Regions from separate parts of the Mus musculus genome. Here regions 1, 2, 3, 4, 6 and 7 are each linked to region 5. A link is a contact called in public HiChIP or PLAC-seq, capture Hi-C and promoter capture Hi-C data. All regions are on one chromosome and are shown on one strand. The core of a region is the stretch at or near the end of the contact, and the rest is flanking DNA. Distances in the headings are between cores, read along the strand shown.

Evidence for each region. Promoter capture Hi-C pulls out the DNA fragments that hold promoters and counts their contacts. HiChIP or PLAC-seq counts read pairs in DNA pulled down with a chosen protein or histone mark. Capture Hi-C pulls out chosen DNA fragments and counts their contacts.
Region 1: a promoter capture Hi-C map of pre-B cells shows a contact between it and region 5, with 6 times the contacts expected there. The contact joins the promoter of Rasa4 here to the promoter of Fis1 in region 5. A contact is called at or near these places in 5 of 39 promoter capture datasets (the 3T3-L1 cell line, the HPC-7 cell line, hippocampal neurons and 2 more), 3 of 115 datasets of contacts at active chromatin or transcription factors (bone marrow-derived macrophages, embryonic stem cells and large pre-B cells) and 1 of 9 other capture datasets (liver).
Region 2: a contact with region 5 is called in a promoter capture Hi-C map of pre-B cells, with 2.7 times the contacts expected there. The contact joins the promoter of Dtx2 here to the promoter of Fis1 in region 5. A contact is called at or near these places in 3 of 39 promoter capture datasets (embryonic stem cells, liver and pre-B cells) and 1 of 115 datasets of contacts at active chromatin or transcription factors (large pre-B cells).
Region 3: a contact with region 5 is called in a capture Hi-C map of macrophages, with 6 times the contacts expected there. The contact joins the promoter of Prkrip1 here to the promoter of Fis1 in region 5. A contact is called at or near these places in 3 of 39 promoter capture datasets (cranial neural crest, hippocampal neurons and pre-B cells), 1 of 15 datasets of contacts at CTCF or cohesin (large pre-B cells), 1 of 484 Hi-C or Micro-C datasets (cerebral cortex), 1 of 115 datasets of contacts at active chromatin or transcription factors (memory CD8 T cells) and 1 of 9 other capture datasets (macrophages).
Region 4: a contact with region 5 is called in a promoter capture Hi-C map of embryonic stem cells, with 2.5 times the contacts expected there. The contact joins the promoter of Alkbh4 here to the promoter of Fis1 in region 5. A contact is called at or near these places in 5 of 39 promoter capture datasets (cranial neural crest, embryonic stem cells, hippocampal neurons and 2 more), 1 of 15 datasets of contacts at CTCF or cohesin (large pre-B cells), 2 of 484 Hi-C or Micro-C datasets (CD8 T cells and Sertoli cells) and 6 of 115 datasets of contacts at active chromatin or transcription factors (the 230-238 cell line, astrocytes, bone marrow-derived macrophages and 3 more).
Region 6: a contact with region 5 is called in an H3K27ac HiChIP or PLAC-seq map of cardiomyocytes, with 4 times the contacts expected there. The contact joins the promoter of Polr2j here to the promoter of Fis1 in region 5. A contact is called at or near these places in 2 of 39 promoter capture datasets (neutrophils and pre-B cells), 1 of 484 Hi-C or Micro-C datasets (B cells) and 6 of 115 datasets of contacts at active chromatin or transcription factors (astrocytes, bone marrow-derived macrophages, cardiomyocytes and 3 more).
Region 7: an H3K27ac HiChIP or PLAC-seq map of large pre-B cells shows a contact between it and region 5, with 5 times the contacts expected there. The contact joins the promoter of Upk3b here to the promoter of Fis1 in region 5. A contact is called at or near these places in 4 of 39 promoter capture datasets (cranial neural crest, hippocampal neurons, liver and 1 more) and 2 of 115 datasets of contacts at active chromatin or transcription factors (embryonic stem cells and large pre-B cells).

The regions. Positions count from the first base shown.
Region 1 is chr5:136,082,052-136,085,681 of GRCm38.p6, forward strand. It overlaps Rasa4 (RAS p21 protein activator 4), which reads left to right and starts at 1,865. Exons shown (of 21, transcript NM_133914.3): 1 at 1,865-2,126. The coding sequence starts at 2,062.
Region 2 is chr5:135,992,252-135,996,371 of GRCm38.p6, forward strand. It overlaps Dtx2 (deltex 2, E3 ubiquitin ligase), which reads left to right and starts at 2,549. Exons shown (of 11, transcript NM_001256096.1): 1 at 2,549-2,715; 2 at 4,039-4,120.
Region 3 is chr5:136,196,836-136,200,697 of GRCm38.p6, forward strand. It overlaps Prkrip1 (Prkr interacting protein 1 (IL11 inducible)), which reads right to left and starts at 2,119. Exons shown (of 6, transcript NM_025774.3): 1 at 1,940-2,119; 2 at 945-1,023. The coding sequence starts at 2,065.
Region 4 is chr5:136,134,403-136,138,087 of GRCm38.p6, forward strand. Alkbh4 (alkB homolog 4, lysine demethylase) reads left to right here and starts at 1,743. Exons shown (of 3, transcript NM_001347492.1): 1 at 1,743-1,892. The coding sequence starts at 1,776. It overlaps Lrwd1 (leucine-rich repeats and WD repeat domain containing 1), which reads right to left and starts at 1,672. Exons shown (of 15, transcript NM_027891.4): 1 at 1,470-1,672; 2 at 97-331. The coding sequence starts at 1,549.
Region 5 is chr5:136,959,406-136,963,414 of GRCm38.p6, forward strand. Fis1 (fission, mitochondrial 1) reads left to right here and starts at 2,672. Exons shown (of 5, transcript NM_025562.3): 1 at 2,672-2,823; 2 at 3,594-3,726. The coding sequence starts at 2,779.
Region 6 is chr5:136,114,251-136,118,060 of GRCm38.p6, forward strand. Polr2j (polymerase (RNA) II (DNA directed) polypeptide J) reads left to right here and starts at 2,441. Exons shown (of 4, transcript NM_011293.2): 1 at 2,441-2,555. The coding sequence starts at 2,503.
Region 7 is chr5:136,036,374-136,040,347 of GRCm38.p6, forward strand. Upk3b (uroplakin 3B) reads left to right here and starts at 2,123. Exons shown (of 6, transcript NM_175309.4): 1 at 2,123-2,513; 2 at 2,669-2,818; 3 at 3,641-3,866. The coding sequence starts at 2,429.

The DNA.
Region 1 (3,630 bases), core at 615-3,114, 880 kb before region 5:
GCCTTGAGCTCCAGGACAGGACAGGCTACACACAGAGACCCTCTTCCCCAGACAAGCCATCAGTGGACAGGAAGATCACGAACTGCTCCACCAAGTCACTTCTCAGTGATCTTATAATCTTTTTTTTTTAAGATCTATTTATTATATTATATGTAAGTACACTGTAGCTGTCTTCAGACACACCACAAGAGGGCATCAGATCTCATTATGGATGGTTGTGAGCCATCATGTGGTTGCTGGGATTTGAACTCATGACCTTCAGAAGAGCAGTTGGTGCTCTTAACCACTGAGCCATCTCTCCAGCCCGATCTTATAGTCTTTAAGTAACATACAAACAATAATTCCTTGGGGGTACTTTTGGCTATTTTATTTTAGTAGAGAGTGAGATCCCCATCAGAGACTAACAAAGCTTGGTGTTTTTGCCGAGGACCAGAGTTTGGTTCCAAGCACCTACAGTAGGTGGCTCCAATTTCAGGGGGAATCTGATACCCTCTTCTGGCCTCCAGAGGTACTGCATATGTGCACATAGCATAATAAAATCTGGTGGAGTGGTGCTGATGACGCACCCCTTAATTCCCAGCACTTGGAGAGGCAGAGGCGAGGGGAATCTCTGTGAGTTTGAAGTCAGCCTGGTTTATAGAGTTCCAGGACAGTCAGGGTTACTCAAAGAAACCCTGTGTCAAAAAAAAAAAAAAATCTGTATGTATGTCTGTATCCCCAATGGAATCTTATTTTGGGGTAAAGAAGAATAAAATGATGTCACTCGTAGCAGAATTTTTGACCAGGACACTCAAGGACCTAGGTTTGGTCACCAGTATGGGCAGCGATGGCGGGCTGGAATGCAGATCTAGGGCTAGGTAAGTATGGTTCACTTGCTAAACTGCTTTGCAAGCAGAAGAATCACTCGTTCCCAGGACTAATGGATAGCTGGGCATGGTGTTGAACTCTTGTAAAGAACTCCAGAAGTGGGCAAGATGGAGAAAGGTGGATCCTGGAGTCTCACTGGCCAGCCAGTCTAGACTACTGGGGAGGTTTCAAGCCAATGAGAGACCTTGTGTCTTACAAGGTGGGGCAGAGGAGATGGGTCAGTAGAAAGACTCCTGCCCAAGTCTGATAATCTGAATTTGATCCCTGGGACCCATTTGGTGAAAGTAAAGAAAAGATTCTTGCGGGTGTCCTCTGATTTCCACTTGGGACCACAACATGTAAGCCACACCCTAATCAATCAGCCAATAAAAAACAAAAATTTTAAAAAGGTAGCCAGAGCCTGGAGGTGGTGGTGCAGGCTTTTAATCCCAACACTTGGGAGGCAGAGACAAGTGAATCTTTGTATTCGAGCCCAGCCTGGTCTGTAGAGAGAGTTCTAGGACAGCTAGGGCTACACAGAAAAACCCTGTCTCAAAAATAAATAAATAAACAAATAAATAAATGGTGGACGGATCTTGAAGAATGAAATCGGAGGGTGATCTCTGGCCTCTACCTGCACACCTGAACACACACGAAACCACAATACAAACACGCCCCAAACAATCCTGTTTTCCAGATTTGATGTCCTCAAACTTTCCCAACTGCCTGAGTCTTCACATCTTTCCAGGTCTGTCACAGACAAGTTACTCCCAGCGTGCGGCCATTAATGGATTTGCAGCTATGCTGCACACCCAGGTCCCTCCGTGAGCCTGGGCTCTCTCTCTGAGAATCGAGAGCACCAGGAGGGATCCTGGTGGTGGAAGAATCTCCGGGTGCCAGCAGCTACACTTCGGGGCAGGCCCCGCCCGCCCTCCCTTCCAGGTGGCCAATGAGGGACGCAAGCCGCATAGGCCGCGCCCATTCTGGGCATCCAGGACGCTGATTGGTCCTTCCATGCAGTGTCTCCCCGCCCCCGCAGGAGGGGCGGGGAGGGGTGAATGGAGTAGCGGAGATCCCTCAGCCCCAGCGCTCCCCTCTCTGGCCTCCGCACCCGCCTGCCTGCAGCGCCACTCGCACTGTTCCCCCTCCTTACCCCGAGAGGGGACCCATGAGTCCGAACCCCTCCCCGCCAGGCCTCCACGTCGCCGACCCGCAATGGCCAAGCGCAGTTCGCTGTCCATCCGAATCGTAGAAGGGAAAAATCTGCCCGCCAAGGACATGTGAGTAGTGGGTACGGGTGGTGGCCACCCCAACTTTGATGGGATCCCCTTTTATATACTTGACCTTTGCGGGGGGTCCTTAGGGCTTCCCCACAAGGAGAGCAGCGGAGAGGATGTGGCGTGTACAGCCACGGAGGGGGACTGGCTACGAAAATGGGGACAGCGAGATTTGCTGTGAATACCTGACAGAGTGGAGGGGCAAGCTAGAGGCGGAGGGCTAGAGACAAGGGAGGGGCTTCTCCACCTGGGAACAGCAGGAAGCCAGGGCTCATAGGGGGGCAGGAGTTTTAAAAGACTGAAACTGGCACTGGGATGGCATCGCAAGAACTGCCCAGGGTGTGGCTGAAAGGGGCGGAGTGTCCCCCCCTCTCTCTGTAGTTTGGGAGTCCATAACAACCCCAAGAGTTGTCCGCCGGACTTGTTCGCTATTCGCTATTCATTTGGGCAAGGCATGCAGGTGTGAAAAGTGGGGGTGGGGGTGTAGGTCAAGGGGACAGGAGGGATGCATAGAGGCAGGATTTAGAGTCTCCCTTGACTTTGCCGGGCCTCTCCCTTTAATCGCTCCCTGCAAGGCATTTCTCCTCGGACCACTTTACAGATTAGAAAACCGATGCCGACAGACAGGAAATGTTAGCTGGTGGTGTCAAAGCAAGGTCGTGAATCTAGGGCTCCTAAAATGCATTACCGTCCTTCATAAAGCTTCCTCTAATCCATCGCCAGATTTGGGGAGCTTTCGGACACCCCTTTGTCACACTGTTTTTAGTGAGTTCCCGAGGTCAACTGCGTGACTCCTAGAACGTGTCTCGTGGCTTTCTTATGTCCTCATTTGCAAAGATTCAGTTTCCCTTTCTGGACCCAAGTGCTTGAAATCCTAGTGTCGGGGAGAAGCCACGATCATAAAACCGAAGAAAGGGCGGGGCAGAGGCCTAGGGTTCAAAGTGCGCTCCGGGTCCCGGTGGGTTTCCTGGCTACAGAGAACTGAGAATTGGGGAGGTGTGTGTGTGTGTGTGTGTGTGTGTGTGTGTGTGTGTGTGTTCATCTCTCCGGCGGGCAGGCGGGCTCTCCCAGCACTCTCAGTGCCAGGAGCGGTTCCAGTTCAAGGCCCCCTGGGCCTGAAGAGGCCAGCTCAGCAGTTGCCATGGCAATGGGGAGGGAGGAGGGTGGGCTGACTTAAGGTGGGTTTCTGTGCATAAAGGGAGGAGGGGCTCCAGTGGAAATTAGGTCTCTAGGGTGGAGGCTGGTTGAGCCTCCACAGGGGATCTCGGGCCCCAGCTCTCCAGGCCTTCTCAGTCCCCTACACCCTCCCGCAAGCCCTTAGGCCCCCCTCCCTTCCCTGGGCATTGGTAAACCAGGTCATCTTGGCTTCCTCTGGCTGGTGTCTGCTGGGAGGAGCAGCCCCTTCCGTCTGTCACCTCCTCCCCATCCCTGCCAGCAGCTGGCTCTGGCGCCAACCTCCAGAAGCTCTTGGGCTGTGCCTACCTGGGCCTCACCCGTGGCTCTGGGA
Region 2 (4,120 bases), core at 1,299-3,798, 970 kb before region 5:
GTTGTATAACTATATACATAGCTATATGCAAATATGTAAATATATAAATATATATTTTATAATCTAAATTATAAAGGCCATAAATTTGAGAAGAGGGAAGGAAAAGGTGCTTGGGAAGAGTAGAAGGGAAGAAACAAAGGCAGGGGAAATTCTCTGGTTATATTTTAGTTTCAAAAAGTGAAAAATTAAAAAAAATTGTTTAATTTATTTTCTTAGGTATTAGAAAAATGGGCTAGAGGTGTGGCCTAGAGGTACCATCAAAGTAGTGAAAAGCCAGCTCATGGGGCAGAAAGCAATTGCATTCTTTTTTTTTAATTAAAATATTTTATTTATTTATTATATGTAAGTACATTCAGACACTCCAGAAGAGGGCATCAGATTTTGTTACAGATGGTTGGGAGCCACCATGTGGTTGCTGGGATTTGAAGTCAGGACCTTTGGAAGAACAGTCGGAGCTCTTAACCCCTGAGCCATCTCACCAGCCCAGCAATTGCATGCTTACTGAAGACGGGGTGGGTGTTTTCTCCATTTTTAAAAGATATTTGTCTGGGACGTGAATTCAGTTGACTTAAGGCAGATTTAGAAGAAAAACCACAGTTTTAATTGTGTGCTTGTGTGAACAATTTAAAATAAGAGGCTAGAGGGGTGAAGTAAACTGGGATACATTGTGAGGTCAAGGCCAGCCTGGCTACATAGGGAACAGTTGTCTCAAAAAAAAAAAAAGTGATTGCTTACACTTAAATATTGAAGATGAATTAAGTATGGACACAAGAGCATCAAAATGGCTTGCTCAGCAGGTGGAGACACTTGTCACCGAGTCTCATGCCTTAGGTTTGATCCCAGGACTCACGTGGTAGAAGCAGAGACCTGAAGGACACATTCTCTGTCATCTATATGAATGCTGTGGCATGACCCATCCCTGTACAAAAAAAAAAAAATGAGAATAATAAAAAATAGGAGTCCTTATTTGTAAGTTCATGGATGCAAAATGGAAATCAGCAGACAGGAGTCCATTTAAGGCTAGGAGGGCTGGGGATATGCCTGAGTCAGCAGAGAGCTTGCTTAGTGTGCAGGAAGCCCTGGGTAACCCCCCCCCCCCCCCCCCCCGCTCCCCCTGCCTGGTCCTCCTCTATAGCTGGGAACAACAGTACACACCTGCAATCTCAGAAGGTGAGACAGGGGGATTAGTAGTTGCAGGCCATCTCTGAAGCCAGGTGCTAAGACACCCTGTCTCCAAAACAAATAAACAAAAAATCCCCCTACTTCCACTAGGAGGGACTTATGTAGAGCTTTTGGGGACAGACACGTTTTCTTTGGGCTGTGAAGTCATTAAGATCTTTCTGGCTGTATAGATTATACGTGGGTCCTTGGTGGCTACCATCGGCACTAGGAAATGCCAGGTGCCATCCATTCATCAGAAATAATGAGCAAAGCAGCTGTGTCTTATCAGACTGTCCCTCTGCAGTGTCAGATGGAGACCAATTAGCAGAGGCAGGAAGCAACACAATTCTGCCTTTCCAAGCAAAACAGTAGCAAGCACCCCTGCTCCTCAGTGACACTGCTGAGGCCAGGCCTCCTTGACTTCTCTAGCTGTGTTCATCTTTTCTGCTTGGTGAGCCGGGAGCAGGTTCTGGGAATGGAACAGGCTCTGTGAAGTGGAATTTTAAGGACTTCTTTTGCAAATCCAGGGTCTTCTGCCTACTCGATAGATAAGTGCTCTACCACTGAGCCAGGCCAACTTAAGCCAAGGTTTAACTTTTTTTTTTGTTTTTTGTTTTTTGTTTGTTTGTTTGTTTTTCGAGACAGGGTTTCTCTGTGTAGCCCTGGCTGTCCTGGAACTCACTTTGTAGACCAGGCTGGCCTCGAACTCAGAAATCTGCCTGCCTCTGCCTCCTGAGTGCTGGGATTAAAGGCATGCGCCACCACGCCCGGCTTAACATTTTTTAATAGATTCTTTTCTTATTTAAAAATTTTAAATCTATGTTTTTAAAGACTGTGCTTGTAAGCTCAGCAATTAGGAAGCAGAGGCAGGAGGTTCAAGAGTTTAAGAGCAGCCTAGGCTTACATCACAAATTCAAAGCCACTCCGAGGTACATGAGATCCTGGACCCCTTCCACCCCTACAAGTGGACTCTTATAGCTGGGGATTAATTAGTAGTAGAACACTTGTCTACTGTGCTTGCATTAACTTTGATCCTCAACACCACAAAAGGAAAAATCAGGGTTGGCGATAGGGCTCAGAGGGTAAAGGCATTTGCTGACAAGCCTGACACCTTGAGTTCGATCCGTGGAACCCACGTGAAGGTGGACACGGAGAACGGACTCCTAAAGTTGTTCTTTGACCTCTGTAAGTACACCCCCCTCCAGAATATACACACATAATAAAAAGAAATATAAAAATTATTAAAAATCAAATGCATCAGTGATTAGCGAGGGAGTAAGTCAGTAGGAGAAAGAGAAGGCTGGGTACATTTATATCTGCTGGTGTGCTTTGGTTCAGCCCACTCAGCTTCATCAGAACTACATTTCCCAGAAGGCACTGCGTGAGGTGGACATGCGCAGCGCGGTGCTTGGAGGCTGCGACGCCGAGTTTCACTCCGGCTGCCTCCGGCTCGGAGTCGGAGACATACTCGAGGGTTCTTCCCAGGCCGAGCCGGAGCTGAGCCCGGAGGTCGGCGGTCCTCTCAACCTGTTCCTTCTGCTTCCCTCAGACTCGGTGAGCGGGACGGGCGGGCCACCTGCTGGCGCCCAGCCTGGGGTCCCGAGGGTGGGTGGGTGGGTTGAGGAGAGGGGGCTATTGAGCCAAGCTGAGACCGGAAGGGGGCGGTCGTGCGAGGAGGGAGGGCCGTGCCGGCGGGATGGGTGAGTCCTGGGGGCGTTGGGAGCCCTGGGCACCTCGGTACCAGGGTCCTGGAGGCGGGAAGTCGCAGTTGGGACGCTCTGAGCGTTGGGGACTGGGCTGGGTGTGGTAAGAGCCCTATTTTTTGCAGAGACAGGGGTCGCATCCCTGGCAGTTTGAGTCCTACAGGACCTGGAAGAGCAGTGAGGCTATTGCTACCCTGGCTCCCTGAGGGGTCAGTTTCAGTCCTGGAGCGTTTGTGTGTGTGTGGGGGCGTTACATCCAGGCGATAGGGATCCACCACTGTCTGAGAGAGTTGGACTTTGGAGGCGTTTGCCTTTCCATTCTCGGTCTGTGTCAGACTGGGTCTCTGGGGCACTTTGGGGTGTCTCTGTTTTGAAGCTCCGCTTTTCATCCTATCCCTCACACAGCTGCAGGGTTGCCCGCGTTAGCTTTGCCTCCACAGTGGCATGAATGGGAATGTGTTCACAGGCAAGACCTTTAATGAACTCTCTTTTCTCCGTGCCGTCTTAGCCCCTTTAAAATTCTAGAGAGCCCAGCAATGTGTTGCACATTTATAATCCCAGTATTTGGGAGACAAAGGTTTGCGGGTAGCTAAAGCTTGCCTGTGCTTCATCACAAGATACTATATTACATCCCTCTCACTCCCCAAAAGAGTGCTAGCCAGGTGTGGTGATTTATGACTGTAATTTCAGCACTTGTGAGGCAGAAGCTGGAGACTCAGGAGTTCCAGTCCAGCCCTAAGCTATATACTGTGGCCCCTGCTTAAAACAAAACAAAACAAAAAAACCCCCAACAACCCAAAAGTAACAGTTCTGTGATGTAGAGTTCCCAGTAGCCACGAGAATCAGGATTGACTTCAGTTGGTCAAGGTGTCAAGTCTCTTTGCTTATTTTCTGTGTGACTTTGGTCAAATTTTTATCCTCTCTGGTGTGTTGATTTCCTTCATGGACCATCCGTGGGACCGGTTTCTGAAGTCCTCACGCAGACTTTTCTGAGAAAGGGTTTAATTGAGTGGGCTGAGAAAGACTGTCCCTAGCTTCTGCTCCCTGCCCAAGCTGTTGGAAAATAAGCCTGGTAATTTCCAGTTGCCAGCCACAGCACACGGGACCCAACATCTGTGCGCTCATTTTCTCTTGCCGATTCTTCACTGAAGACTTAATCATCTTTTTGGCAAAGGTACCTCGGAATCGGTGTGGCTGAGTCAGCAAGGCCTCAGATTTGCCGGGTTCTTGTTTGCTGTTCCTATCAAGATGGGAGC
Region 3 (3,862 bases), core at 869-3,368, 760 kb before region 5:
TGGTCCGGGTTCTATAAGAAAGCAGGCTAATCAAGCCAGTAAGACACCCACCATGGCCTCTGCATCAGCTCCTGCCTCCAGGTTCCTGTCTTGACTTCCTCCAATGATGGACTGTGATATGGGAGCCCTTTCCTCCCCAAGTTGCTGTGGGACATGGTGTTTCATCACAGCAATAGAAACCCTAACTAGGACAACGGTGGATGTTTCTGATGCCAGCACTTAGGGGGCAGAGGCATGAGGAGTATGAGTTCAAGCACAGCCTGGTCCACACAGTGAGACCCTACCTCAAAAACAAAACATCGTATTGAAGAGGGGGCCTGGAGCTCTTCCCTGCCCAGTCCGTTTGTCTGATCATGTGACACTTTAGCAGCTTTTAAAGCCTCTGAATAAAATGGTTTAACCACAAGAAACAAAACAAAACCAAAAGCATAACTGGGAAACCATTATCTACTGTCAAACCATAAAATAGCAAGGAGTGCTGTCTCCTGTAAAGACAAAATAGTTTTCCATATATATAATAGAGGGCACCTGATCGCTTTACAGATGGTTGTGAGCCACTATGTGGTTGCTGGGAATTGAACTCAGGACCTATGGAAGAGCAGTGTTCCTAACCACTTAGCCACCTCTCCAGCCCCAGACTAATTTTCCTATCAAAGATCTAGTTGACAAGAAAAGAAAATAGTGTTTCATATTTCCCCTTAAAAACTATAAACCCGGGGCTGGTGAGATAGCTCAGTGGGTAAGAGCACCCGACTGCTTTTCCAAAGGTCCGGAGTTCAAATCCCAGCAACCACATGGTGGCTCACAACCATCCTTAACAAGATCTGACTCTCTCTTCTGGAGTGTCTGAAGACAGCGACAGTGTACTTACATATAATAAATAAATCTTTAAAAAAAAAACAAAACAAAAACTATAAACCCCTGACACCCATAAGAGACATTACCCATGACATCTCGGACAAATTCTGGAGGCGCTCGAGGAGCCCATTCATTCATTTTCTCTGGAATTGGAACTGCTTTGTCCTGGAACAGTTAAACAGAAAAGCATCTATGAACATACACTTGCTGAGGAAGGTACATCCCGTTTGACGATCTCAACTGAGCACGCTTCTCAAATCTGGAGCTGACTGAGTGTAGTTCTGCTGCCCTGGCCTTACTTCATCCACTACACCATGGGGTCTAACGTGGGCCAAAGTTCTCCTGCGCTAAACAAGTCTGGAATCTACGTCACTAAGAGACGAGCCAACCTCTTCTAGTCAAAGATATGAGCTGTCTGTTTTACGAGGCCCATTGAAGAGGTAAAGAGTGATGTGGTCCAAATTTGGCGTCCAATGCTTCTTTAATAATGGCTGCTATTTGGAGTTGTACACTTTTGCTAAGACATCGATTCTGGGTTTTGTTGGTTTCTGAGATAGGTCTCACTGTCTAGCTGATCTGAAACTCACTACGTAGACCACGCTCGCCTCGAATTTGTAGCAAACTTCTGGGGTCAGCCACCAGAGTGCTGGGATAGCAGGTGTGCACCACCATACCCAGCTCCCACCGCTTTGGTTCATATATTAAAATAGAAAGGGCTGTGAAGCAATACTGAATAGTAGCGCAGGGCTGTCATCCCAGCTCGTAGGGAAGATAAGGTAAGAGGAGCCGGGATGCGAGGAGCCCGGATGCGAGGTCTGCCTATCTTACAAAGCCGATTCGGTACGGAACGTGGACAGCACGAGCAACGCCATGATACCGCAAACAGCAAACTAAGAAAAAGGAGGGTGTGGAGGGCTGGGCAGCGCCTTCGTGCAGCTACGCTGTAGGACAAGAACAGGAGCGAGGCTCCCTCCACGGGGCCGCCCTCTCCGCCCCAGGGTTGCTCTAGGGGGACTGAATGTAGCCTTGCTCGGTCTGGCGGCGGGGTGAAGGGACTGCGCCTCGGCCCACTTCCACTCACCGGGTTCTTCATGAGCCGCTCCAGCTTGAGCTTCTGCTCCTCGGCCGCATTCTTGGGGATGACCAGCGTCTGCGGCTCTTTCTTGGGCCTGGGCGGTCTCACAGAAGCGGCAGCAGGACTCGCCATAGCCGCTCTCCTACTCCTTTACGAAAGCTGCCGGCGGCCGCTCGTATTGATGACGACAGAAGAGCGCGCCAACCGCGCACGCGCACTCTCAAACCCCCGGGGGGAGGGGCGCTCTCCTGAGGCGCATGCGCACTCTCTCCTCGGAGGTACGAGGCAGTCCTAAGCAGCTTGCTTGAATATTCATGAACGCGAGGTCAGTGTGGTTTATTTTGATCATAGCACTTTAATTTCATTTCCTGTTTCAAAACAAATCAGGGCTGCCTGATTCTCACATCCGGAGAGGAAGAGACGGCCTTTAGTGATGATGAGTGGGCTGGCCCCAGGCGACGTCTCAGGTCCCCAAGGACTTCGCACAGCTTGCTCTGGGACTCTTGGCACGTCCCTCCCAGTTTCGCTCGCTCCTGGGCTTTGTCTTTTTTTTCCGTTTCTTTTTTATCTATTCTACTTTCTCCCTACCCCACTCTCTCTTCCTCCTCCTCCTCTTCTCTCCCCTTCTCCGCCCTCTCCATATCGTCTCCTTCCCTCCCTCTTTTCCTTCCTTCCTTTCCTTTCCTTTTTTTTTTTTTTTTTTTTTTTTTTTTTGTTTTTTTGTTTGTTTGTCTTGTTTTTCAACACAGAGTTTCTCTGTATATCTCTGTCCTGGAACTTGGTTTGTAGACCAGGCTGTCTTCGAACTCTCGGAGATCCGCCAGCCTCTCACACCCCGATTCCTATAATAATCTTATAATCTCCTTTGTAACTGAACTCTTAAGACAGACCCGATCTCCTTGGCCACGCTGAAAGTACAGCGCCACCAGTCGAGCCTGAGTATGTGAGTCTGTTTTAGAATAAAGGAAGTTGCCATTCCAATCTACCTGACGAGGAATTAACTTCAAGTCTTTCACTTGAAGGTGAAAGTAATGGAGAATGATGGAACTGCGGCCTTCTGGTGGTGGAGTGTTTTGTTGACCATGCGTGAGGCACTGAAGTAGCTCCCTATAGTAAAAGATGTTAAGAGCCAGCAGTGGTGGTGCAGGCCTGTAATCTCAGCACCCAGGGAGTTACAGGCAGATGGATCCCTGAGTTCAAGGCCATCCTGGTCTGTAGAGAGAGAGTTCCAGGACAGCCAGAACTACACAGAGAAAGCCAGTCTCAAAAAACAAACAACAAAAAAACAAGCAACAACAAAACAAGCAACAACAAAAACCCAAGATGGTAACAGTAACATCTTGTAGGCAAGGAAACTGAAACAAGTCCTTTATTAGAAGAAGCTTATTAGAATGAAAGGGCCTCAAAGCTGACTGTTGCTGGAGATGGAGGGAGAACAATAGACAGTACAGTATATGGATCTCTGAACGTGGTGGGGCCTTAAAGGGAGCAAGAGGCTTCCCTTTGGAACCTGGAGAGGAGCTTCATTAAAACTGGAAGGAAGGCCGGGCAGTGGTGGCACACGCCTTTACTCCCAGCACTCCGGAGGCAGAGGCAGGCAGATTTCTGAGTTTGAGGCCAGCCTGGTCTACAGAGTGAGTTCCAGGACAGCCAGGGCTACACAGAGAAACACTGTCTGGAAAAAAAGAAAAAAGAAAAAAACAAAACTGTGAAGAAGAGAAAGGAGAGAAGTCAGAAGAGGTAGTGTGTGGGGTACAGAGGAGCCTCTTCAGAAATCCAGGATAATCTTGCAGCAATCCCCCCCCCCACACCCAGGAGTGACCAAATTCCCAGAACATAGGAAGGGGCTTTTTTGGTAACTCTTTAGGGGCAGCACAAAGTTTCTCACCATATGGTTTAGTTCAGCACAGTGAATATGACACAAAACAC
Region 4 (3,685 bases), core at 493-2,992, 830 kb before region 5:
CGGACCCAGTCTCAAAACAAAACGGAAACGGGGGGGGGGGGGGCGGGGGGGGGAATGGAGCCTGAGTCTGCCCCACAGAGTCCTGGTCCCTCTCACCGTCAGGAAGGGGTTGCCTTCCAGATTGAGCTCCTCAAGTTCTGGGAACTGGTGCAAGGCAGTGACATCCCCGAGCTGGTTGTTGGTACAGCGAAGGATGCGCAGATGGGACAGGCCCAGGTTAGCAGGCAGCGTCTCCAGCAAGTTGTTAGAGAGGTCAAGTTCCCTCAGCTTCTTCAGGCGCCCCAGGAGATTGGGATCCAAGTGCTCTGAGAGCAGCTGCAGCCCCGACAGACTGGGGTGAGGGCAGAGAGCAAGAGAGCTGAGGGAGCGGGCCAGACCCTCCCATTAATTACCCCATCTGTCCCAGAGGGATTTCCACCAACAAAGTTCTTGTGCAAGCATGAAGCTTGCTTTAGACTTGGCTAGCCTGAACTATGTAGACTAGGTTGGCCGCAAAACTCAAGAGATCCCATCCTACACAACTCATTGCGTAGTCCAGGAAAGCCTTGAACTTAACTCTCCTCCCCCTACCCACGTGCTGAGATGACAGGCATGTGCCACCCCTTGGGAGCTGTTCAGGTGTTGATAGGGATGGAACCCTAGGGATACTCAGGCTCTGTGCATGTCTAGTAAGCAATGTAGCAACTGAGCTATGCCAACTGTTCTAGCCTTCTCACTTCCTAACTTACCTTTCTATGTATTACAGAGTGTCTATGTATCTGTGTGTGGTGTGTGGATAGGAATGGGCACAATCAAAGCGTGATTAAGGGGGTCATGGTTTTAGGGAGCTGCTTTGCTCCACTGTCTGGGCCCAAGGGATTGAATTCAGGCTTGATGACAGACAGGCACCTTTATCTGCAGATCATTTCTGTGGCCCATCTTCCCTCCCTTAAAGAGTACTTTGTTGCCGGGCAGTGGTGGCACACGCACGCCTTTAATCCCAGCACTTGTGAGGCAGAGGCAGGTGGATTTCTGAGTTCGAAGCCAGCCTGGTCTACAGAGTGAGTTCCAGGACAGCCAGGGCTACACAGAGAAACCCTGTCTCAAAAACAAACAGGCAAGCAAACAAACAAAACAAAATGACTTTAGAGCCCAAGACTTCCAAGTTCCTTCTTGTTTTTACTAGTTCCTGCTAGCCCGTTCCGTGCTACACAGGATCCCTCAACATCCCTTAGTATCTCATCAGTCTTTCCACTCCGCGCAAGGCTAAGGGCGTTCGCTCCAAGTTTATCTGACGCCGGGCGTTGGCTGCCAATCTCCCACATCTCCGTTTGGCGCGAGATTCGACTGGGGCTCGAATCCCGGATAACAGAATAACCCGGGCAGGAGGAGGAGACGGAGGGGTCTGAGCCTTGCATTCCGCCCATCAAACCACCCTGGCGGGGAAGAACCCCACGCCCCGGATCCGCTTCAACCCCACATGCTCTTACTTCAAACTCTGAATCTTCCCCAGCTTATCCGTCTTGGGTCGCCCACGTTGCAGGAGCAGTTGCGGCGTGAGAGGAGCCATGGGTGGCCGAGGGCTCAACCGAACCCGCGCCTCCACGAAGTCCGGTCGCTAAGGCCCGCTGCCGGGGAGCCCAGGAGGTGGCGCACAACAAACCCTTTGCGAGTCCGTTGCGACCGGAAGGAAGTAGAACGCCAGCCTTACGCCCCACCTCCTGCTTCTGCGATGACTACAACTCCCAGCGGCCCCTGCGTCTCGCGCCTGCGCTCTTAACTGATCGGAGGACGCGATGGCGGCGGCGGCTGAAGTTTCTCTTTTGCAGGAGTGCGGCTGTAAGGGCATCCGGACCTGTCTTATCTGCGAGAGACAACGCCACAGGGACCCGCCCTGGCAGATCTGCCTTCAGGTACGGACTAGGAAAAGAGTCATAGCCAGAAAATCTATTCATCTTAATGGGAAACTAAGGCCCAGCTTGCCTGTAAAACAGCCAAGGACCAAAGCCTCGCGGTAGGTGAGTTGTTTGGAGCGCTTATATCTTCAATATTCACAAAACCCAAAAGGTGGACCAAGTGCCATCGGCTGATTAATGGAAGGGCGGGGAAATGCTGGTGCACGCCGAGATCTCTGCATTTGAAAGGCAGAGAGGCTGGAGAACGGACCTCAGCCGCCCAGCAGGTTTTAGGAGTTACCTTGGCAGTAGGGAAGCGGCTGTCACACATCATCTCTGTGACTTTGGGGGGTGAGGGGTGGGGGTGGGGGGCAGTGGTAAATAACTTGGACTGAACGGGTCTGGTTTTGAGTGAGCTTCCGGAGCACAAGGGAGACTGCATGGAAATGGTAGGGAGTGCTGAACACTAGGCCGCCTGTATTAGACAGGGAATGAGCGACTTAAGACAGCACAGGCAGCCGGGCAGTGGTGGCGCATGCCTTTAATCCCAGCACTCGGGAGACAAGAGGCAGGTGGAATTCCGAGTTCGAGGCCAGCCTGGTCTACAGAGTGAGTTCCAGGACAGCCAGGACTACACTACAGAGAAACCTGTCTCCAAAACAGGCTTTGATTTGGGGGAAATTTTTTTGGGAAAACAAACCTGTATGAATCAGCTTTACAGCCGGGCAGTGGTGGTGCATGCCATTAGACTTAGCACTTGGGATGCAGAGGCAGGCAGATCTCTGTGAGTCCCAGGCTAGCCTGATCTACATAGGGAGTTCCAGGAAAGCCCATCTTGAAAAACAAAAACAAATCTGTCTTACAAGATACTAATAGGATCAGGAGTCAGGTAGGCCAGGAAGAATGTTAAAATGTTTCCCTTCTAGCTCTCTGTTGACCAGGCTAACACCTTCCATCAAAATGGGCAATGGATGGATGAATGAATGAATGAATGAATGAAAAATAACTTCAGAGCATTTGTATGGCCCTGGCAGTGCTGTAGCAAGTTGCTGGGATGCATAGCCAGGGGAATGCTTGAGTAGAGGCCTGAGATAGGAGCTGTGGGTGGCTGAGGCGACAGACACTTAAAGAGATCAAAGGGGCCTGAGCCAAGTTTTTTGTTTTAGTTATTTTCTTTAGTTAGAGGCCCCAGGGCGCCCCCTCCATAAGCTAAGATTGCAAGCATATGTCACTATGTCTGGATCATGGCAGCATTCAGAGTGACCAAACACCCAAGTGTTTATTATATCAACTGGTGAACTGAAGAGTGGGCAGTGTTGGTGCTGGCTTGAGGGAGGTCAAAGATATCTACATAGCAAGTTTCAAACCAGACTAAATAAAAGCCTGTCTCGACAGGAAAGAAAGAGGCAAACCATAAACTAATAAGAGATTTTTAAAAATCTCGGATATCCATGCAGTAGATATAACCTTAGAAAGGAAGGAAATTCTGACGCGAGTTCCATATGGATTCACCTTGAAGATGTGCTGCTAAAAGAAGGAAGCCAGTCTCTAGCTGGAGGCGTGGTCTGGAGATAGTGCACCTGCCTAGCACCGCCCAGGCTGGAGAGATGGCTCTACACTTAAGAACACTGACTGCTTCGGGCGTGCTGGCGCAGGCCTTTAATCCCAGCACTCGGGAGGCAGAGGCAGGCGGATTTCTGAGTTCGAGGCCAGCCTGGTCTACAGAGTGAGTTCCAGGACAGCCAGGGCTACACAGAAAAACCCTGTCTCAGAAAAAAAAAACCAAAGACCTAAGTTTGCCTCCCAACACC
Region 5 (4,009 bases), core at 1,422-3,921:
GATTCTTCCACGTGACTGCTGGCACAGCAGCTCTGAATTCCACAGTTGAGAGCCGTTTATGGGAGGCTTCACTTGATTAATTATTGACTCTCTCCAGCCCTCTCCCTTCCCTAGTGAAGGAGGGGTGGGTTAGACACAAAGTTCCAAGCTTTTCATCTGGACTGGATTCTCCTGTGACCAGCCTCCATCCTGAAAACCACCCAGGGCCCAGTTAGTGAGAATTAAGTCGCTCCCATTCCTCAGGAAGATGCAAGGCATTCAGAACTACAGCGCCCCTGCGACCTCCGTCAGGGATCCTAACTGGGTGTGGTAGCTCACACCTTTAATTCCAGCATTTGGAGGCAGAAGCAGTTGATTTGTATGAGTTTAAAGTTATTCTGAGCCACAGAGGCCATTTCAGCCAGGGCTACATAGTGAAAACCCCGTGTTAAAAAAACCAAAACCGGGCTGGTGAGATGGCTCAGCGGGTAAGAGCACCCAATTGCTCTTCCGAAGGTCTGGAGTTCAAATCCCAGCAACCACATGGTGGCTCACAACCATCTGTAACGAGATCTGACTCCCTCTTCTGGAGTGTCTGAAGACACGTACAGTGTACTTACATATAATAAATAAATTAAAAATTAAAAAAAAAAAAAACAGGGATCCTGGGGACCGTGGGTCAGAGGCCAAATTTTATATATCTGTCACTTTGCCACAATGTTTGCGGTTTTGTTTGCTTTTCATTTTTAAAAAGATCTACTTTGTATGTACAAATGTATGTGCTTCTGTGTACATGTCAGGTGCCCACAGAGGCCAAAGGCACCCGATCCCCAACACTGGAGTTCTGGGAGGTGGTGAACCACCTGACAGAACTGGGAACTGAGCCCAGGGCTTCTGGAAGGGCAAACAAACAAACAAGCAAAGAGTTGCCAGGATCATGATGTCTCTCCGTGGTAATAGAAACCCTAAAACACCATGTCAGGTAGCTCATGACTACCTGTAACTCCAGCTCCAGGGCGGGGGTGGGGTGGGGTGGGGGGATCCAACACGCTCTTCTGAGGTCTAAGGTGTATCATCTTAAGGGATCAGGGTTTTTGTTGGTTCATTTGTTTGTTTATTTATTTTTAAAGATTTGTTTATTTATTTTATGCATGTAAGTATAAGTATACTGTCACTGTCTTCAGACTCACCAGAAGAGGGCATCGGATCCCATTACAGATGGTTGTGAGCCACCATGTGGTTGCTGGGAATTGAACTCAGGACCCCTGTAAGAGCAGTCAATGCTCTTAACCGCTGAGCCATCTCTCCAGCCCAAAATACAGCATCTTATGTGCTATTTGTAGGGGGAGAATGGCCCAAAGTAGCTAAATTAGACAACGTTGGCAACGAGAACACAGGATACCTCAGACATACACGTCTATCTAAGGACGAATAGCCATAGGCCAGGAAGAGAGTAGGATCCCGACAAACTGCAACCCTCACTCCTGTGAGGCCCAGGCCCCAGCCTCAGACCTTGCCAAGTCTGCCTGTGGACAGTGACACAGAGCTGACATTCCTTTTGCCCTTTCACCCAGGCCTCTGAGAAAGCCTTGGATTGTCTGGCTCCCAAGAAGAGTTCCTACCCCAGGCTGGACTCCAACTTGCTAAGCCAAGGATGATCTTAAACTTCCTCCTCTTCCTGCCTCCACCTCCCAAGCGCTAGGATGAAAGCCTGCATGACCATTCCCCCTCCCCACATTAGATGCATAAGGATAGGAGTTTTCTTTTTCTCAGTGCCAATCCCTGTACTTAAATAGTGACCGACACTTAGGAAATGCTCAATCAAAAATGAATGAATCAACCAATAAGCAACGGCAGGGCTAGAAGATAGATGTTCTGAATAGCAAAGACGGCAGGCACATGCAGAGTGCCTGTGATTACTGGAGGTTTCAGAATCATAGGGCAAGGGACAGCGAGTGTGCTGGCTAGTCCTCTGTCAGCTTGACACCCAAACTAGAGCTCTCTCAAAGGAGGGCCCCTCAATTGAGAAAAATGCCTCCATGAGATCTGGCTCCAAGGCATTTACATAACTGGGGGAGGACCCAGTCCATTGTGGGTGGTACCATCCCTGGGCTAATGGTCCTGGGTTCTATAAGAGAGCAGGCTGAGCTGGGTGGTGGTGTGTGCCTTTAATCCCAGCAATCAGGAGGCAGAGGCAGGCGGATCATGTGACCCAAGTTTTCCCCTTATAGCTGGAACCCAGGCAGTTGTGAGCTATGTGGGGTCTGGCAACAGAACATGAGAGCCATCCATGGGCCTTTAACCCTGGACTGTGTTTCCTGGGTTTTCTTCAGAATCCTATTAAGAATGGCTGTCCACTATGGTCATGTGACCCAAGTTTTCGGAGGGGGGAGGTGGGGGAGTGCGTGGAGCATGGAGAGGGTATAGCTACCAATTCCTCTTGCTTTATGAGAGACTGAGCATCTCTTTGTGAGAGACTACACTGAGACCCTCCGGCCCCTGGTACTCATTAGGATTTTATTGCAAACATTGAAGATAATCCAGGGTCCTAGAGTGAGGGGTTCTTACACTGGTTCCTAGGATAATGTGATGCAGGGAGGATCTAGGACATCAGGGGAGTCCAAAGAGAGCAAAGTATCCCAGCGTAGGCACTAGTGCCCCCGCCCGCCCCAAGGCAAAGGAGGAAGGGGCGGGGCCTCCACAGGTCGATGCCGGAAGTGCCTCTCCGCCCCTGCTACTGGACCATGGAGACTGTGGCCCAGTAGAGACCTTAGTGTGAGGCTTTCAGGGGCGGCGGCCATGGAGGCCGTGCTGAACGAGCTGGTGTCTGTGGAGGATCTGAAGGTAAGGTCTGGGACGGAGGAAGGAGAAGGGCAGAATTGGAAAGGGCAGTTCCTGAGGAGAGCTGACTGAGGCTAACCAGTGCCGGTTTCGTCTTTCTTGGCAAGCTGAACTACGGCTCCCAGCAGCCTCTGCGGCATCCTGCTTCTTGTGGGAATCGGCTTCGTGTCCCTAGGCCTGACGGGAATTGTAGCTTCCCGGGTTTCAGCAACTCAGACCTAGGCCTGGGGTCTTAGTGTGATGCAGAGCTGGGAATTTGGGGTACTCGTGTGCAGGGATGGAGTAGTATAGTCACTGGTGTAAATTTTCGCTAGTGTTTAGTTCCTCACGGTGCTATTTTCACCGCATCCTTGTAGCTGTGTTTTCTTTCCTCTCCTAGAATTAAAGTAAGGCAGATCCAGGCCCAAAAGAGTAGGGTGGGACGGGACCAGCGGCCTCAAGGGAAAGGCCATGTAGGAGGTCGTTTAGCTCTGGGACAGTATGTTTACTCTTCAGACACTTGGGGTCAGCTGGTTTGGGAGCAGTGCCTCCAGCTGCCACCAGGTGGCATCTCCTCTTGGTACCACTAGGGGCTGGGTTCACGGACCTTCCGAAGGGGAGGACACAGCATGGGACCCAGGGGTGGAGATGACAGAAGCTTCGGGGTACCAAGATCTACAAGGGAAAGGCGGCAGGGAGGAAAATATGATCTAACTGGGATTCAGACATCAAGTTAGCTGGAGAATGATTGCTGCTCTTTGTTGCTAAATGGTCACTCTTCTCTCTAATGACAGAATTTTGAAAGGAAATTTCAGTCTGAGCAGGCAGCTGGTTCTGTGTCCAAGAGCACGCAATTTGAATATGCCTGGTGCCTGGTTCGAAGCAAATACAATGAGGACATCCGCAGAGGCATCGTGCTGCTGGAGGGTAAGGCGCTGGGCCCCACTTTCCAGCCGCCAGCCAGCCTGACCTCTACTGTGCTTGACCTCACCCCTCCAGGACCCTTTCCAACACAGAACCCTCACCTTACAGCACATTTGTCATTCAGTAACCACCAGTAACTTCACTTGGAGAAAGGGCTAGATTGATTCTCTACGTCCCCAGCATCTGAACAGTCATTCAGATGGAAAATGCTGTAGGAAAAAATGCTCTCAGGCTGGGGAGACTCAGTGCATCCTGTCCAGGCATGAAGACCTGGGTTCAAATCCCC
Region 6 (3,810 bases), core at 1,191-3,690, 850 kb before region 5:
TGGGTCTTCCCTCATTGGAATGGATAAAGGTCATTTGTATGCAATTCTGCTCTAATTGCACTTGCCTTTTGAGGGGCCTCAGGGAAGTGACTGAGTATATAGGACGTAGAAGGCTAACAGTTGGGGACCCCATCTATGTGACTATGGGGAAGCCATCACCCATGCTAGACTTCTTTGGGGTCCTCCATACTTCTGTCCATTATCCCTCCCTTGTAAGATTGGGAACCTCAGTGACTCCCCAGGGGGAACTTTGGTGGTTTATCACTGGGACTTAGGAAAAGGGGAGACATGAAGCCCACGCAGGGGAGGAATTCTGGTAACACTACCAGGTCTGTCTTGCGGGCACTCGGAAGCTTTTGGTTGAGGGGAGAGGAGGGACTAAGGGTATCATAATCACATGGGATTGGTCTGCCTTCTCCTAATCTCAGCCTTGGCTCACAGAGTGGCCTGGAGAAAACCCTATTGCTCGAGGAGTTAAGCTCGGTCCCATGCGATAACTAGCATTCCTGATGACCTCATGGGGAGCTCCGCTCTCCAGGATCTCTGTTCCTAGATTATTAAGTGGATGCAAGTTTTGGGCTGTGACAGGGGAACCTTGGGCTGTGGCAGCAACAGCTTCTGCTTCCTCCTCTTCCTCCTCCTCGTCTTCCTCCCAGTTGGAGACGTAAGAGCTGAGCAAGGTGCCTGCATTATCTTTGTACCTTCAGCCTTGAAGGTGGCTGAGCTGGCTTAGGCATCACTACTTTGACACTCCAGAAGTAATATGCCCATGTGCAGAGGCAAAGTGGAGTGTGACCCAGCATGCGAAGGGCCCCAGAGCCTTCCAGGACCTGACATCATCGTCTTCGCTTGATTCCTGTGACACTTCCATCACCCAGTGGTGCTTCAGCACTCAGATACCAATGGACAGGATGGCTCATGCCTGTGGCTCCAACGCTTGGGAGACTGAGTCTGTATTAGTTACTGTTCTTGTTGTTGTGTCTGAAAACTGAACAGAAGTCCTGGTGCTGCTGGCTTACGCCTTTAATGCCAGCACTCTTGGAGATGGAGGCAGGCAGCTTTCTGAGTTCGATGCCAGCTTGATCTACAGAGCAAGTTTCAGGACTGCCAGGGTTGCACAGAGAAACACTTGTCTTGAAAAACAAACAAAACCAAGACAACAACAACCAGAAGCAGCCAGGCGTGGTGGTCCATGCCTTTAATCCCAGCACTCGGGAGGCAGAGGCAGTCGGATTTCTGAGTTTGAGGCCAGCCTGGTCTACAAAGTGAGCTCCAGGACAGCCAGGGCTACACAGAGAAACCCTGTCTCGAACCCCCCCCCCAAAAAAAAAAAACAAAAAAACAACCAACCAGAAGCATCTTAAGGAAGGGTATACAATGCAGATGTCATAGCAACAGGATTCCCAGGCAGCCAAGCACACTGCATCTGCGCCAGGAAGCTGTAGTCTGACTCCTGAGCCTCTAGGATGATGCCATACACGTCTGTCTTCCTCAGTCAAATCTGTCTAGAATCCCAAAGACAACCAAACGTTCTTTATTATGGTTATGATTATTATTCTCTATTGTGAGTGCACACATGTGTAAATGCATACCGTGAAGGGAGGTCGGAGAAGTCTGTTCTCTACCACCACGTGGGTTCTGGGGACTGAATTTAGGTAATCAGATTTGGTCACACTCCCCCTTGCCCACTGGGCTGTCTTGCTGGCCCCTCCTAGGGGTTTGTTTCTAGGATGATTCTAAATTTCATCCGGTTGACAAGATGAGCCATCAGGGAGGCTGGAGAAATGGCTCAGCAGTTAAGGGTCTTACTGCTCCTGCAGGGGACTGGAGTTCGGTTCCCAGCACCCACTGGGGCAGGGGGGGCTCACAACCACCTGTAACTCCAGCTCCAGGTGACCCAACCCTCTTCTGGTCTCCAAAGGCACCTGCATATACGTGCCCATACAAGATATGCAAATAAAAATCTTTAAAAATAGGAAAAATAAAAGATTGCTACAGAGACCGCTGAAAAATGGCGAGGTGCAAAGCTTTCATCGTGTTTTTAGTTACCTGTGTGCTCAAGAGAAGATGCGCTGGTACCCCAAGCTCCTCCCCAACCTTTACATCCCTTCTTGCTCCACTGGTCCTCATCTAGAAGGCCTCATAAGTCCGCCAGTGTCGGCCCACCCGGGGGTCCTGCAGCAGCAGCCCACTTAGACTCTTAGTCCCATTCAGTCGGTACCGGGGAGCCAGCTACAGGTGGCTCAACTCCGGGCGCGGGAGCACGCGCCAAAACACTCAGCATGGACGCCTCGAACAAGGGTTCTAAACTGACGCATGCGCACGGCTCGCCCTCAGCCTTGCCTGCGCCTGCATTAGGTCATCCGAGCCGCTAGGGGGCGGGGGCCAGGTGCTTACACTGATTGGCTGCGGCTGAGAAATCCGGAAGTGGTCGCGCTTCGGGGCTCTGTTGGCGGAAGGAGACTGTGGGTTGGTGTCGGGGAGCGAGAGCGCGGCGCTAGGATGAACGCTCCTCCGGCCTTCGAGTCGTTCTTGCTCTTCGAGGGCGAGAAGAAGTAAGTGGAGGCCGGCGGAGGCGGGGACGGTTGCATAGGAGCCTGCCGGCCGTCAGCTCCGCTGGAGCGCCGCACTGCTCCTGTCTGGGGAAACCGAGGCGGGAGGCGGGCTTTGCTTTGAGTCTTCCGTGCTGCTCAATGCGAGTCTGCCCAGCTTCAGGCAGCGGCGCGAAGCACTGGCGCGTGCATGCATTTTGCAGTGGGAAATCGGAGGCTCTGGGACATGGAGTGTCTTGCTCCAGACACTTGGTTCATGATGACAGCTGTGAAGGGACAGAGACACAGCTCTCTTACACTCCTCAGCAACCTGAGGGTTTCTCCTAGATTTTCAGGGATCCCGACTTAGGCCAAACCCGGGTTCGTGGCTCCACGCTAAAAAGAATTTCAGGACTCTTCGGTTTAGTGAAGCAGGATTGGTGGGTTTTTAATTAAAGATACTTTAATATGGGCTTAAGCAGGAGGGTTCAGAGGAAGAGAGCGCTAAGAAAGTAAGACAGACGCAAGTTGGGTCTGTGTGCATTCAGAGAGCAGGGGGAAGTACTTTGCACTCGAGTGGCTACAGGTTTAGAGATTAAGCATCTAATTGTCTTTTGGAGGTAGGGTTTCTCTGTGTATCCTCCTTGACTGTCTTGGAACGAGCTTTGCAGACCAGACTAGCCTCAAACTCAGCGATCCACCTGCTTCTACCTGGGATTAACGGCCTGAGCCACCGGCTCTGGCTTTATGTAATTGTCTTAATGGTAGCCAAATACACTCTTTTGATGACTCAAAGTTTGCTACGAACCCTTCTCTCTTGTGTAACCCTTCTCTCGTGTGTGTGCCCCTTCTTGGAAGTCAGCTTAGTCTCTATCTCAGTGGGAAAAAGGTATGGAGGTGTGCTAGGAATCGTTTGTGAACCCCAAAAGATCATTAAGGAGCCGTTTCCATTAGGGTCTCTTTATCACAAGCTCGGGCTTGGGCTCTCCTCCAACCCAACCCTGACACAACAGGACAGGAAGAGAAGGCAGAGCAGCCTTGAACCCAGGACAAGGTTTTCTAGGGAGTGGGAGTGACGGGGTATGGAGCTTGGCAGGTATCTAACTGAATGTCTGTTGTAAGCTGACAGGTGGTGCTGTGAAGGGAGATGAACAATCACAAACTATCTGAAAGTAGATCTGAAGCAACCAGACTAATCTTTGATTAACTGTTGCTAGGGAGTAACTCTGGGGTATGGGCCAAGGGACAAGCCGTGAGGTCCTTCCTGGTACTTGGTTGC
Region 7 (3,974 bases), core at 873-3,372, 920 kb before region 5:
CCGGGATTAGAGCTATAAGGAATGTTTGCCTGGTGTGCTCTAAGTCCTGCGTTCAGTTTTTAGTCCCTCAGCCCAACAGTAAAACCCACTGCTGTAAGCTGTCCATTATAGTCAAAGTACAGAGAGACAGAAGGTAGATCTGGAGTCAGTGGAGGAGTGGGGAGGACCAAGGATCAACTGTTTAAGGCAGTCTTCCCCTTTGGGATAATGAAAGGGATTTGGCATTAGCACTGATGGCCATACACCTTTATAAATATCTTTTCTTTCTTTTTAATTGAATTAATTTATTTTTGTAGTTAGGGGACTACACCCAGGGTCATATGAATGCCAGACAATTGTTCTCTTATTGAGGGGCTATCCCTAGTGTGAATCTTATGAAAATACTGAAAACCACCAACCTAGGGCTGTAGAGAATTTGCCTGGAATACCCTAATGAACAGCTCAGGGGTGACTCAGCAGTAGTGTTTGCCTAGAGTCCCCCAGTGAGGGGCTAAGGGTGTGGCTCAGTGGTAGAGCCCCTGCCTAGAATCCCCCAGGGAGGGGCTGGGGTGAGGCTCAGTGGTAGAGCCCCTGACTAGAATCCCCCAGGGAGGGGTTGGAGGCGTGTGTGTGTGTGTGTGTGTGTGTGTGTGTGTGTGTGTGTGTGTGTGTGTATGTGTGTTAGTTTGAATGAGAATTCCCCCATAGGCTCATATGTTTGAATACTTGGTCCCTATTTGGTAGAACTGTTTGGGAAGGGTTAGGAGGTGTGGCCTTGTTGGAGAAAGTGTGTCACTAGGGGTGGACTTTGGAGTTTTTAAAGCCATTTCCAGTGTTTTCTTTCTATCTCCTACTTGAGGATCAGTATGTGAGCTTTTGCGTATTTCTACTGCCACGCCATTGCTCCACCATCATGGACTCTAACCCTCCAAACAGCAAGCCCAACTAAATGCTTCTTTTATAAGTCGCCTTGGGCATGGTGTTTTGTCATAGCAATGGAAAGGTGACTACATCAGCATGGATGCAAGGAACTGTGTACCAACCAGGTCTTCAATAACAAACAAAAAAGGCACATTCATGCTGCTGTAGTAGTGCACACATGAATCCCAGAATTTGGAAAAAGGTGGCAAGAAGATCATGAGTTCAAGGCCAGCCTGGACTACACAGCAAGAATTCCTAGTTGGCCAGAGATTCTTAGCAAGATCTGTTTGAAAAGCATACACACACACAGGGTCACTGGTCTGTGGGTCTTATAGCGGGTGTGTGTGTGTGTGTGTGTGTGTGTGTGTGTGTGTGTGTGTGTGTGTTTGGTTGCCAGGTTGCTTGCAGAAGCTAGCAGTGCCTATCTGTGATCACAGGGGCATCAAAAGTTCAAAGACTGCCAGGCAGAGAGAGACACACGCCTTTAATCCCAACATTTGGGAGGCAGAGGCAGGTGGACCTTTGAGTTCAAGGCCAGCCTGGTCTACAGAGTGAGTTCCAGGACAGTCGGGGCTACACAGAGAAACCCTGTCTGGAAAAACCAAAAAAGGAAAAAAGAAAAAAAAAAAAAAGAGTTCAAAAGTCATCTTCTGTTATATAGTGAGTTTGAGGCTAGTCTGTACTACATGGGAACCTGTCTCAAAAACAGACAAACAAACTTAAAACGACATAGAATAAGACTCGTAGGGTTAGCACTCAGGAGACAGAGGCAGGCAGATTTCTGAGTTCGAGGCCAGCCTGGTCTACAAAGTGAGTTCCAGGACAGCCAAGGCTACACAGAGAAACTCTGTCTCGACAAAACAAAACAAAACAAACAAACAAAAAGGACTTGTAGGGTTTGTATAAACAAAATGTTTGTCAGTCACCAAAGGCTGTCCCGTCCTTTCGGAGGACTAGTGCTTCCACTGGAGAAGGAACGGACATTCCGAGCTGGGGAAGACATATCTCCTTGGGCACAGGCTACATGGAGGGCAGGCAGTGTCTGGGAGCTGCTTTGGGGCTGGACTAGGTCAGGGCCAGCCTACCACACAGGCTCTCCCCTCTCCTCACTTCCTGGATAAGGATGGATGGCCAGAGGGTGGCTCCTGGCACCCAGAGTTCAGGAATCCTAGGCATGTGGTTCTGGGCCCAGATAGAGGAGGGGAGTCTCCCTCCCAGGGCCAGGGAGTAAGGTGGTACCACAATTTAGACATCAGCTTTGGGATGGAGGTGACTGGGGGGTCACGTGAAGGCCAACCCTAAATGGCTCCTCTCCCTTAGTTCTGGAGTGGGGCCCCTGTTCAGGAGCCCACTGAGCCCCTCCCTGGGGTGGGCTGGGAGCAGGGAGGGGTGAGCTCATAGGTTCAGGTCTTTCCTGTTCTCCTGGCAGTCCAAGTGACCAGCAACTGTAGGCCAGAGGTGTCGGAGGTGGGGTGAGACAGGACCAGCCCCTAAGCCTGGTCAGGCCTGATCAAGTGCTGTGGCAGTCATGGTGCGAACGCGGTGGCAGCCTCACCCTCCGCCGCCCCTGCTTCTCCTGGTGCTCGTGTGGCTCCCCCAAAGCCTGAGTCTAGGTGAGTGGAGCTCTTGCAATGGATGCCCTTAGCCAAACCTAGGGTTCTGGGAACCTATTACACCTCCTGGACCGAGAGAATCGGGGAGGGGAGGGGGAGCCCCACAGAACAGCAGTGCTTATCTCGATTCTCACCTTTGTCCCCCATGGCTATAGACCTGATTGCCTACGTGCCGCAGATAACAGCCTGGGACCTGGAAGGGAAGATCACAGCCACTACATTCTCTCTGGAGCAGCCTCGGTGCGTCTTTGATGAGCATGTCTCAACTAAGGACACCATCTGGCTAGTGGTGGCTTTCAGCAATGGTGCGTGCTGAGGACTTGGGGTCTTGGGGTGAGGGCATGGGCTGAGAAGAGATACCCGAGGATCTGGGTGGATGGTAACATTGACCTTGTCTCTGGGTGTGAGGGTCAGGACTGTAGATTAGATTAGCCAGGGATGTGTTGAGCACAAGGTGGGCAAAGCCTGTCCTTTTTTTTTTTTTTTTTTTGAGACAGGGTCTGCTGTAGCCCAGGTGACCTTAAACTTCTGAGCTTACTGCCTCCACCTTCCAATTGCTGGGACGGTGGGCATGCACAACCATGCCAGTCCATGTGGTACCAGGGATAGAGGCCAGGGTTTATGCATTGCTAGGCAAGTACAACCTTCCTAATGCTGACGCCCCTTCAACGCAGTTCCTCATGCTGTGGTGACCCCCACCCCAACAAAAAAATTATTTCATTGCTATTTCATAACTGTAATTTTGCTACCAATACGAATTTTTAATGTAAATATCTCATGTGTGATCCTGAGTTGTTGGAGCCCCGATGGGGATCGAGACCCATTATGTCACCTGGGGAAGTGGGGTCACGCCCTCTGCAGATCGCTTCCTGGGACAGAAGCAGTCCGCTGCTCTCTATTCCTTTAAAATAACTGTCTTGCACTTGCTTATTTATTGTATGTAGCAGTCCAGACGTGATCGTGGGCAATTCAGAGGACAGCTTGAGGGAGTCAGGTCTCTCCTTCCAACCTGTGGGTCCTGGGGATCAAACGTAGGTCGGCAGATTTGGCCACAAGCGCCTATCTTATTAATAGACCTAACAGGGCCACAGCCTGCTCTTGCCTCTATCTGTCCCTTTTTCCTCCAGCCTCCAGGGACTTTCAGAACCCACAGACTGCTGCTAAGATCCCGACCTTCCCACAGCTGCTGACTGACGGCCACTATATGACATTACCCCTGTCCCTGGATCAGCTGCCATGTGAGGACCTGACCGGTGGCAGTGGAGGTGTCCCCGTGCTTCGGGTGGGCAATGATTTTGGCTGTTACCAGCGACCCTATTGCAACGCCCCCCTCCCCAGCCAGGGCCCTTACAGGTGGGTTGTCAGGAGCCCCTGCCCTGGGATTGGGTGTCTTCAGGGAAGGAGGTGGGACTTCTTGGACTAAGATTCAGACCCTGCCCCCTTCTTCTGAATGAGGGCCAG